Regions from separate parts of the Sus scrofa genome. Here all the other regions are linked to region 1. A link is a contact called in public Hi-C and targeted proximity ligation data. All regions are on one chromosome and are shown on one strand. The core of a region is the stretch at or near the end of the contact, and the rest is flanking DNA. Distances in the headings are between cores, read along the strand shown. Region 1 overlaps BABAM2 (BRCA1-A complex subunit BRE). Region 2 has its middle 11 kb from the start of MRPL33. Region 3 has its middle 36 kb from the start of SUPT7L.

Region 1 (2,842 bases), core at 9-2,508:
CTAAACACTATCCACCTGTCATTCATTAATCAATAACTATTTCACCCACTCCAGCTACCTTCCAAGGCCCCCTATTTTCTTTAAAAGAGTCAGAACCCTGGGCGCTATTCGCAGGAGGCTCCCACCCAAAACTGTAATGGGCAAGGGCAGTGAGTAGTGAGAGGTTTTTCCTCATCGCCACAGTCCTGTTTGCTAAAGATTCTTTTCCCTCCAATATGATAAAGAAAAGTTTAAGATGATAAGCTCCAGTTAGTTCAGTTCCCATGTTTTACAGGTAAGAGAACTGGAAGCCAGCCAGGCAAGATGACTTACTAACCAAAAGCCACACGGCTCCACTTAGAAGTAGCCACCAGGGCTACGACCCAGTCCTCCTGCCTTCCGAGCCCGGTCCTCTTTCCCCAGGTCTCCCTGCCTTTCCAAGCGAGAAGCACCGCTCCTTCCAAGCCGCTTTCTAACTGCTTGGCACGGGTGGTGGCTTTGAACAGGCCCTTCTCTGACAGCCACTCAGGCGCTTACCCATTGCTCTTGGCTAATTTACCCTGGTTCAGCTAAGGTACAGGCTCAAACTTGCATCAGGGCATTTGCCGAAAGATCCATGGTCTTTGGACCAAAGAGAAAGGAGCTCCTTTCTGGGGATTGTCAGGAAAAAGAAATCGCTGTCCGCCAGCTTCCCTCCTTTCCCACTGTGTCACCCTGTGTCCAAGACACTCTTTGGTTTGTCCTATAAGCCCTGCAAATGGCACCCTTTGCCCAGGAGGAAGCTATTCTGTGGGCTAGTAGGTGGAACACGAGCCTGAGTCGGAGAAGGCTGGATGTTAATTTCCCTCTACTTTTTCCTTGCGGTGTAAGTTACTTAGCTTGTCTGGCCAGCAGTCCCTTCACCTATAAAACAGAAAACATCACGGGGCTCTTGCCAGGACGAAATGAGATCATATATTTAAAGCTCCCAGGTCAGTGTCTGGTTCACACGAGCTCCTCAAAGAAACGCGTTCCTTTCTCCCTTCTTCTTTTGCTGTTACTGCTAAGATTTTGGACACATGATTTAACTAGTTCACCTCCCCTACATAATGGAAGATAATATATGCTTTTGACGAAAAGACACTACATAAAACAAAATATGATTATTAACCATCAAGATGAACACCTGAAGGCATTAATTCGCTTTATAAAATGTGCAAAGGTACCAGTTCACTAATAAGTACGTTATGGCAGGAGCCTGTCCTAGGGTGCCAATTTGGTGAAGGAAGACATAGGCCAGGGCCCAAGTGCCAAGCACACTGACTAGAGCAGCCAGAGACGGAAGCTTAGTTCTCTACTAGGGGTGTTTAGGGCTGAAGCAAAAATCCAAAGAAGTTCAAGAGCGAGGGCTAGGCAGAGCTAAAGGAAGCAGGGGCAGCACAGGCAGTCCCCGAGGCCCTCGAGGGAAGAGCATGAGGAGCCTGGGCCCCAGAGGACTGCGTTCTAGCTCCAGACCTGCCGGGAAAGGGTCCTTTAAGGTATCTGAGTCCTGATTTTAACTCCGAAAAATGGGGATAGCCATACCTGTCTCACTAGCCTACAAAGCTAAGAGCAGAGGATGCACTTCTAAAGTAGTGAGTACAAAAAGGAAAAAGAGAAAAACGAAACAAAGAGGAAAAAATAAAATAAAATATTGAGTGCAATATGCATGCAAAGTGAAAATACTGTTCCTAAGCCAGCAAGGGTGATGACAAGACAGGAAGATGGAAGTCACTGCCCTGACTAGAGGACACCAAGGCACGATGCCAAGGAAGTACCAAGGAAGGGCTGAGTACTAGGTACCCAGTGCCTGCCAGGTCGACCCTAATCCACCAGGCCAGGGGACAGGGCCGGTGACAGACAGGCATCATAAACACTTATGTTAGAGTCAGCCTACGTTCAAAAAAGACAATAAAAACACAACAACAGTACTCTTACCATGCTTGTCTCTAGAACAGCGCAAGGGGTCTAGAAGTTTCTCAATTCCTATCTTTACTGGAAGAAGTGACAAATGATACAGAAATGCAATTCATACTCAAGAACCTAGATTATGGAGAAATGAGCTTTTGTGGACTGGCCCCCTGTCTGGTTGGCAGCCAGTGGGCTTTCTCTGGGTGACATAGGGCCCTCACGGACGACTTACAGGGACAGGGCATTTATTGCAAGGACACTTGAGACTATCAGGAAGCAAAGAAAGTACTCTACCCACTCGGCATTCACCGGCTCCACAGTTCCCCCGGGGAGTGGGTTTCGTAAGCAATACAGGAAAGTTGCTTCCCGCGGATCCAGATAACAAACCAGAGCTGAACCACAGCTCTGCTGTCATTTCCCTGCATTTATACCTTGTAGAGAGGAGACAGGCCTCAGCTTTGTTTGGGGCCTCTTGGTGTATGGACTTGTACTGGGAGGGATCCGGTCACAGGACTTGAACTGGGCTCCCTGCCCTCCCCCAACTCAGCGAGCTGTACAAGTGACAGCCACTGCGGAGAAAGAAAAAGGGCTGAGTTCTCGCCCTGAGAATGCGGTGATATGCACGGCAGGCACCATGGCTTGCGTCTACCCCGTTTCCTTGGTAACCTAACTATGTACTGAATGGTTTCCATGGCAAAACGTGTCCCAGAGTCCAAAGAATCAACATACGCATACAATTTGAAATGTAACTTTTAAGTGGGAGGCTGCCCACACTTGAAAAATGAGTAAGCTTAACAACCAATCCCGATAACCTGGCTGTGGCAACAAAGCAGATGCAGCCCCATTCGAAGGGCACCCCATCAGAGAAAGGGAACGCCAAACCTAAGAGGTGCCCACCTGAGCGACGTGACGCCGTCTCTGCACAAGTGGCGTC
Region 2 (2,700 bases), core at 194-2,693, 370 kb after region 1:
GGCTGAGTCAACCAGTGGGATATATGGGTGGCCAGCGGAGCCCCAGCTCTGGAAATAACTCATTTGGTCTGGAGGAGGGATTCCATGAAGCTGCCGCAAACATGTTTATAATGGGTAGAATTTAATACACTCAGCATCAATCCTACTATTCCCTCTTTTCTATTTAAAGCAGATGTCAGTAAGACCAACCCACTGGGCAAAGGCAACTAATAGGGCTCTTATGGGTTGGGGAAACATTAAAGCCTACAAAGGACAAACAATGTTTCCTATTAAATCACCATAGAGAAACAGATCTATAAATCATGATCTTATTTCTAGTCTTCAGGGGTTCCAGTCTCGAAAAGAAAGTTTTTCCTTTTTTTTTTTCCAATTGTGTAGCATTATCCAGACTTTATGCATAATCTTGACAATAGAAGTTAGGATTTCAACCAAAATAAATCCATTCTCATCCTGCCCTGGGACAAATTGGGCTGCATATTTCTGACAGAGTCTTCGAAATGCCAGGCCCTTTGTCCTAATGATTATTTAAATACATTGTGAATATGAGAGAATGCCTCCCAAAGCAGGGCCATTTTTGTCATCAATTTCATTTGCTTGATTCCTGCAAGTGAACCGAGTAAGTAGATATCATGCATTCCCAATGGCTCATCTATCTACCTCCGCCTTGGACTGGGGTACACTTTTGATTTGTTTTTGTTTTTTTGCTTTTTAGGGCCATACCCACCATATATGGAGGTTTCCAGGCTAGGGGTCAAAACTCACAGCCACAGCAAGGCCAGACTGAGCTGCATCTGCAACCTATACCACAGCTCACAGCAACACCTGAACCTTAACCCACTGAGCGGGGCCAGGAATCAAACCCGAACCCTCATGGATACTAGTCAGATTCGTTTCCACTGAGCCACTACAGGAACTCTGGGGTCCACATTTAAGCTAAAAAGTTTCCATGAATAACTACTTTCAAAGGCATAATCATTTTCCATCATGACTTCCCGCCTCCCTCAACCTCACCTTCCACCTATTTCCTAACCGTCTCAGAGAGGCTGTCCCACAGAGGGACAATCCTGCCAACGTCTCTGCCACATCTCCTGGAAGCCTGGTTCCTGCCCAGCACGTGGTGCCTCGAGTTGCCAGGTGCATATGAGAAGGGAACACGCCATCAGACGTTGTACTCACTGGCTGCCAGAAAAGTGATTTAAGCTCCTGTACTCAACTGTCCTGCTATAAGGTGGTGTGAACGTATCATTGCACTTTTCTTGGCTTGTGAAAGGATGGCTAATTAACTTTCTCAGTTGCTTTGGAATAGCATCCAGTGGCAAGTTGCCATAGCCATGCGCATTCTCTGTCTTTCAGAGCCATTTTTGAATGGGTCTATGTTTCTTTTTGTTGACCGAGAGAGACAGGGAGTTGTCAGGTTCACAAGGATGACCTCACTTGAGCTTCTGTGGTTTGGGATCCTGCCTGCCTGTGTTTCACCCTGTTTTGCCTCCAAGGCAGAAGCCTGCGTCTCTAGCCAGGAGATTGTGGTTAGTTTCCTGGCCTCTGAGCGAGGTGGGGACACACCTGCACCCCTGAGGGAGGGAGAGCCTGCGGAGGGTCCTTGAGGCCAGGGCTGAGTCATTCAGCCGGGAGGCATATCAAATGGCATTAGAACATCAGTCTGGCACCCAAGGAGCAAGGGCCCGCACAATGATCTCCTCTATGTTAGCAATCTAGACCATTTTCAAACTAAAGTGAGGAAAGAGATTAAAGTTTGGTGTCAACTTACTCCAGCACTGGAGTTTGCTCTTTGCATGAAATCACCCCAAAAGAAACCTCAGCTTCACCGACAAGTCCAAGGGCACCCACTTGATAAGATTTCATGACAGGCCCCCCCTTCACAGTCCGGTTCCAAGACCATGCAAATTCAGAAAGCCCACTATAAAATCAGCACTTGGGTTTTTCTACCCAAATCACTTTTTTTCCTCAGAGAATTATTTGAAATGTAATTTGAATAAAACTGAGCCCCTTTTCTACCATAAGAAGTTCCATCTTCACATGGTATCTATGCAAAAGAAATATAAATTGATCTGCAAATGCCTTAAAAATACTGTAATTCTTTGAGAAGTTTCTTTTCATTTCTTCCTTTTTAGGGCTACACTGTAGATATGGAAGTTCCCAGGCTAAGAGTCAAATCATAGCTGCAGCTGCCGGCCTACACCACAGACACAGCAATGCCAGACCCAAGCTGCATCTGCTACCTACACCTCACTTTGGCAACACTGGACCCTTAACCCACTGAGCAAGGCCTGGGATCCAACCCACATCCTCACAGAGACTAGTCGGGTTCTCAACCCACTGAGCCATAATGGGAACTCCAAGACGTTTCTTAAAATAGCCATTTTTCTCACCCAAATTCCCACTCAACAGCTATACCCAGCCCATTCTCTCTCCAGAGAGCAGCTTCCCATGTTTTCTTACGCAGATTAAGTGTCTGACTTCTAGCATCCTTCCATCACAGCCATCATCTAATTCAGCCGTAAGAAATGGGGGCAGGGGAGCCAAGCAGCTCAGAATCCTCCCTTAGAAAGCTGGAAGGGAAGAAAGGCTGGAACTACCTGTGCCTCGGGGTCTTGATCCCAGGAGTGAGAACAGGGAAAGAGAAGGAAAAGGATGCCTATAGGGCCATTAGTACCTGAGGGTCCCTCTCCAGCCTCAAGA
Region 3 (2,761 bases), core at 8-2,507, 410 kb after region 1:
GCCCTCAGGAACCAAAGGGACTTTAATGGGGTTTCCTGCCTCAGTCTTTCCAGAACCAGCATGTGACCAGACTAGAACATTCACCTGTAAGACTCCTGGTTCTCAGCTGCACCCTCATCAGCTCTGTTCCAAACCCCAGCTTCCACCCTCTGAGTTCAAGCCACAGCCTGATCCACCTGACCAGCCCGGGTATGGAGGCACTGGGCCCAGCACCTGGATCCTTCTGCCCCCTCTGCCTGCAGTAATCTTTCTCCCTGATTGTGAGCTCCTGTTTGTCCTTCAAAACCCAGGTGTCATGTCACCACCTCTATCTAAAACCTTGAATGGACTCCCCAGGGAGTCTGCCGGCTACTTTTTAAAAATTTAAAGAGCCCAACCAGGATAATCAGGATAGCTACAATGCTAAATTTTGTTGCTTTTGTCAGACTGGATACTAGCTCAGTATAGCCCTGTTAGTTATTGTTGAGCAGAAGTACTTATCTGCAGTTACATAAATATCTGGCTACAAAAAACTTGGAAAGGACCCCCGTAAAAATGCAATTTGTCTGGCTGACAACATAATTTATTTACACCTTAATTATTCATTAATTAAGGATGGCAGAAGGGCTGGGGTAAGGATGACAAAAGGAATCCCAGTGGTAAAAAGGTGACTCTGAGATCCTACATAGCCTTTGGGTGCAGGTGCTGGCTGTCTCATTTCCCCAAAAGGCTTAGTACACAGTAGGTGCTCAGAAAGTCCTCATTGAATATTGTGTGTGAAGATGTAGGAGTATGTGAGGATGATGACACTGGGGTCGCTGAAGCTACTGTCCACCCCAGTTGGCTGTCCCATAGGCACTAGATTCGGAACAACTCAAAGCTGTCCTCCCTGGGCTCTTTATCCTCAACCGGGAGACATGCCAGTGCCTTGCACGCACCCAAGTAGCACTAAGGCTGGTCAGGACTTGGGGACAGGGCTGTGTATTCCGGAGCCCCTCCAGGGAGCAGGGGTAACAGCCTGGATTCCAACACCCACGGCAGCCCCCCTGCCCCTTTGCTCCAGGCAGCTCCGCAAGAAGCCTCGTCTGGCCAGCTGTGGGAGGTGCCATTCTCTTTCATTGCCAAGATTAGCTCAGACCTTAAAAATCACAGCCTGGCGCCTGCTCTTCTCATGACAAGGGAAAGAGTAGATGTCAGAAGCCTCCTTAGGTATCTGGAAGAGAACAGCTCCCTCCGCTCCCTCCCTTCCTTGTATGAGGTCATTGAACCAGGATGACAAAGCAAACAGTGATGTGTTGGGACTTGTTCCCGGACTCATTCCAGGGTTTCTCCAGCCCCTCCCTCCTCCTCCTCCTCCTCGCAGAATGGCAGACCCAGGTGTGGACAACAAACTGAACTGGATTTGGTCCTGGGGATCTGGGAGACAGACCCTAGTTGGGAGGCATCCTCTGTGATGGTGAAGAGGTCCCGAAAGACCCTGGTGGAAGTGGGAATGGGAGTATTAGCTCCAGTGGACACCTGCACAGTCCTCCAGGCTTCCGTGTGCTTTCATGTATTCTCACATGTGTTAAGGGGGGCAAGAATTCTTTTCTGACTTTACAGATGCGAAAACTGAGACTTGTGTATAGTCAGCAACTTAATCAGGGTTACATGGCTTGGGTGACAGAGCCAGACTTCAGATTAGTTTTGTGACTCTAGTTACAACACCTTCCCACCTCACCACAGTTCCTTCAACTTCACTCATTGGTACACCTCCTTTACACTTGGTACCGTGTTGCAGGCCACCGTGCATTATTGGCTTCATGTTCTTCTTCAAATAAACTCACTTTAAAAATTGACCTCAGGGGGGAAAAAAAAAAAAAGAAAAAGAAAAAAGAAAGGAGCTCCCTGGTGCTCAGTGGGTTAAGGATCTGGCATTGTCACTGCTGCGGCTCTGGTATAGCTGTGGCGCAGGTTTGATCCCTGGCTCTGAAGCGGAACTTCCACATGCCAAAAGTGTGGCAAAAAAAAAAAAAAAAAAATTTTTTTCACCACATTCTACACCATACATATACATGTGTGTACGTAAGTATATATTCCTATACGTAACTGCTAAAATTAGATATTTTTTCATTCTCCTCCCCTAAAGGCAATTCCCATAAGGCTGCGCAATTTGAGAAACTGCCCAAATGTCCCCCGCCCTCGCGGCATTGCTAACGATAGATCTTTATAGGCTGGTAGCCAAGTGGCTGCCCTTGTTGAAATGCTCTGCCAGTAGGATCACTCAGGGCTGCCACTGTCATTGTTAGGGCTGTGCCTCCAAATCACAGAATTACTGAATCAGGAGGGATAAGAGAGAGATCATGGAATCCAACTCCTAAAGGGCAGAACCTTATACAGCACACCCACTCAGAGCCCTCAAGATTAAGGGAGCACCATTCCAAGACAAAAAGAGGAACCAGATGTAGTCTTTGCTCCAGAAACTCGCAAAGCTTACAAACATAAACTACTGAAAACTAGAAGGAATAAGCAGAGGATCTGGAATCGTGGTTCCACCATGAACTTGGCATGCCTTTGAGCAAGTCTCTTCCGGTTTCTGAGCCTCAGTTTCCTTAAACAGAGGTGATAGTGTCTCCTCTTTTTACCTTTTAAGTCTGATAAATAAAAATTCAGAGTTTGGAAATGAGTGATATATCAAAATATCAATCAAATTAGATACAATTTTTGTCAATTGTTCCTCAATAAAGACAGCGCGGGGGGGGGAGACAAGTGTGAAAAATTCTCTGTAAGACAGTGTGTAAGT

What was found. Hi-C and Micro-C count contacts between places; a contact is called where the count stands out from the background.
Region 2: a contact with region 1 is called in a Hi-C map of skeletal muscle, with 5 times the contacts expected there. A contact is called at or near these places in 1 of 5 promoter capture datasets (fetal liver), 1 of 47 Hi-C or Micro-C datasets (skeletal muscle) and 1 of 2 datasets of targeted methods (alveolar macrophages).
Region 3: a contact with region 1 is called in a targeted proximity ligation map of skeletal muscle. A contact is called at or near these places in 3 of 47 Hi-C or Micro-C datasets (embryonic fibroblasts, fibroblasts and skeletal muscle) and 2 of 2 datasets of targeted methods (alveolar macrophages and skeletal muscle).

The regions. Positions count from the first base shown.
Region 1 is chr3:111,082,118-111,084,959 of Sscrofa11.1, forward strand. All of the region lies in intron 7 of BABAM2 (BRCA1-A complex subunit BRE), which reads right to left. Among named protein-coding and RNA genes, the nearest start is that of FOSL2, 240 kb to the left of the region's middle.
Region 2 is chr3:111,448,153-111,450,852 of Sscrofa11.1, forward strand. No RefSeq gene overlaps it. Among named protein-coding and RNA genes, the nearest start is that of MRPL33, 11 kb to the left of the region's middle.
Region 3 is chr3:111,494,699-111,497,459 of Sscrofa11.1, forward strand. No RefSeq gene overlaps it. Among named protein-coding and RNA genes, the nearest start is that of SUPT7L, 36 kb to the right of the region's middle.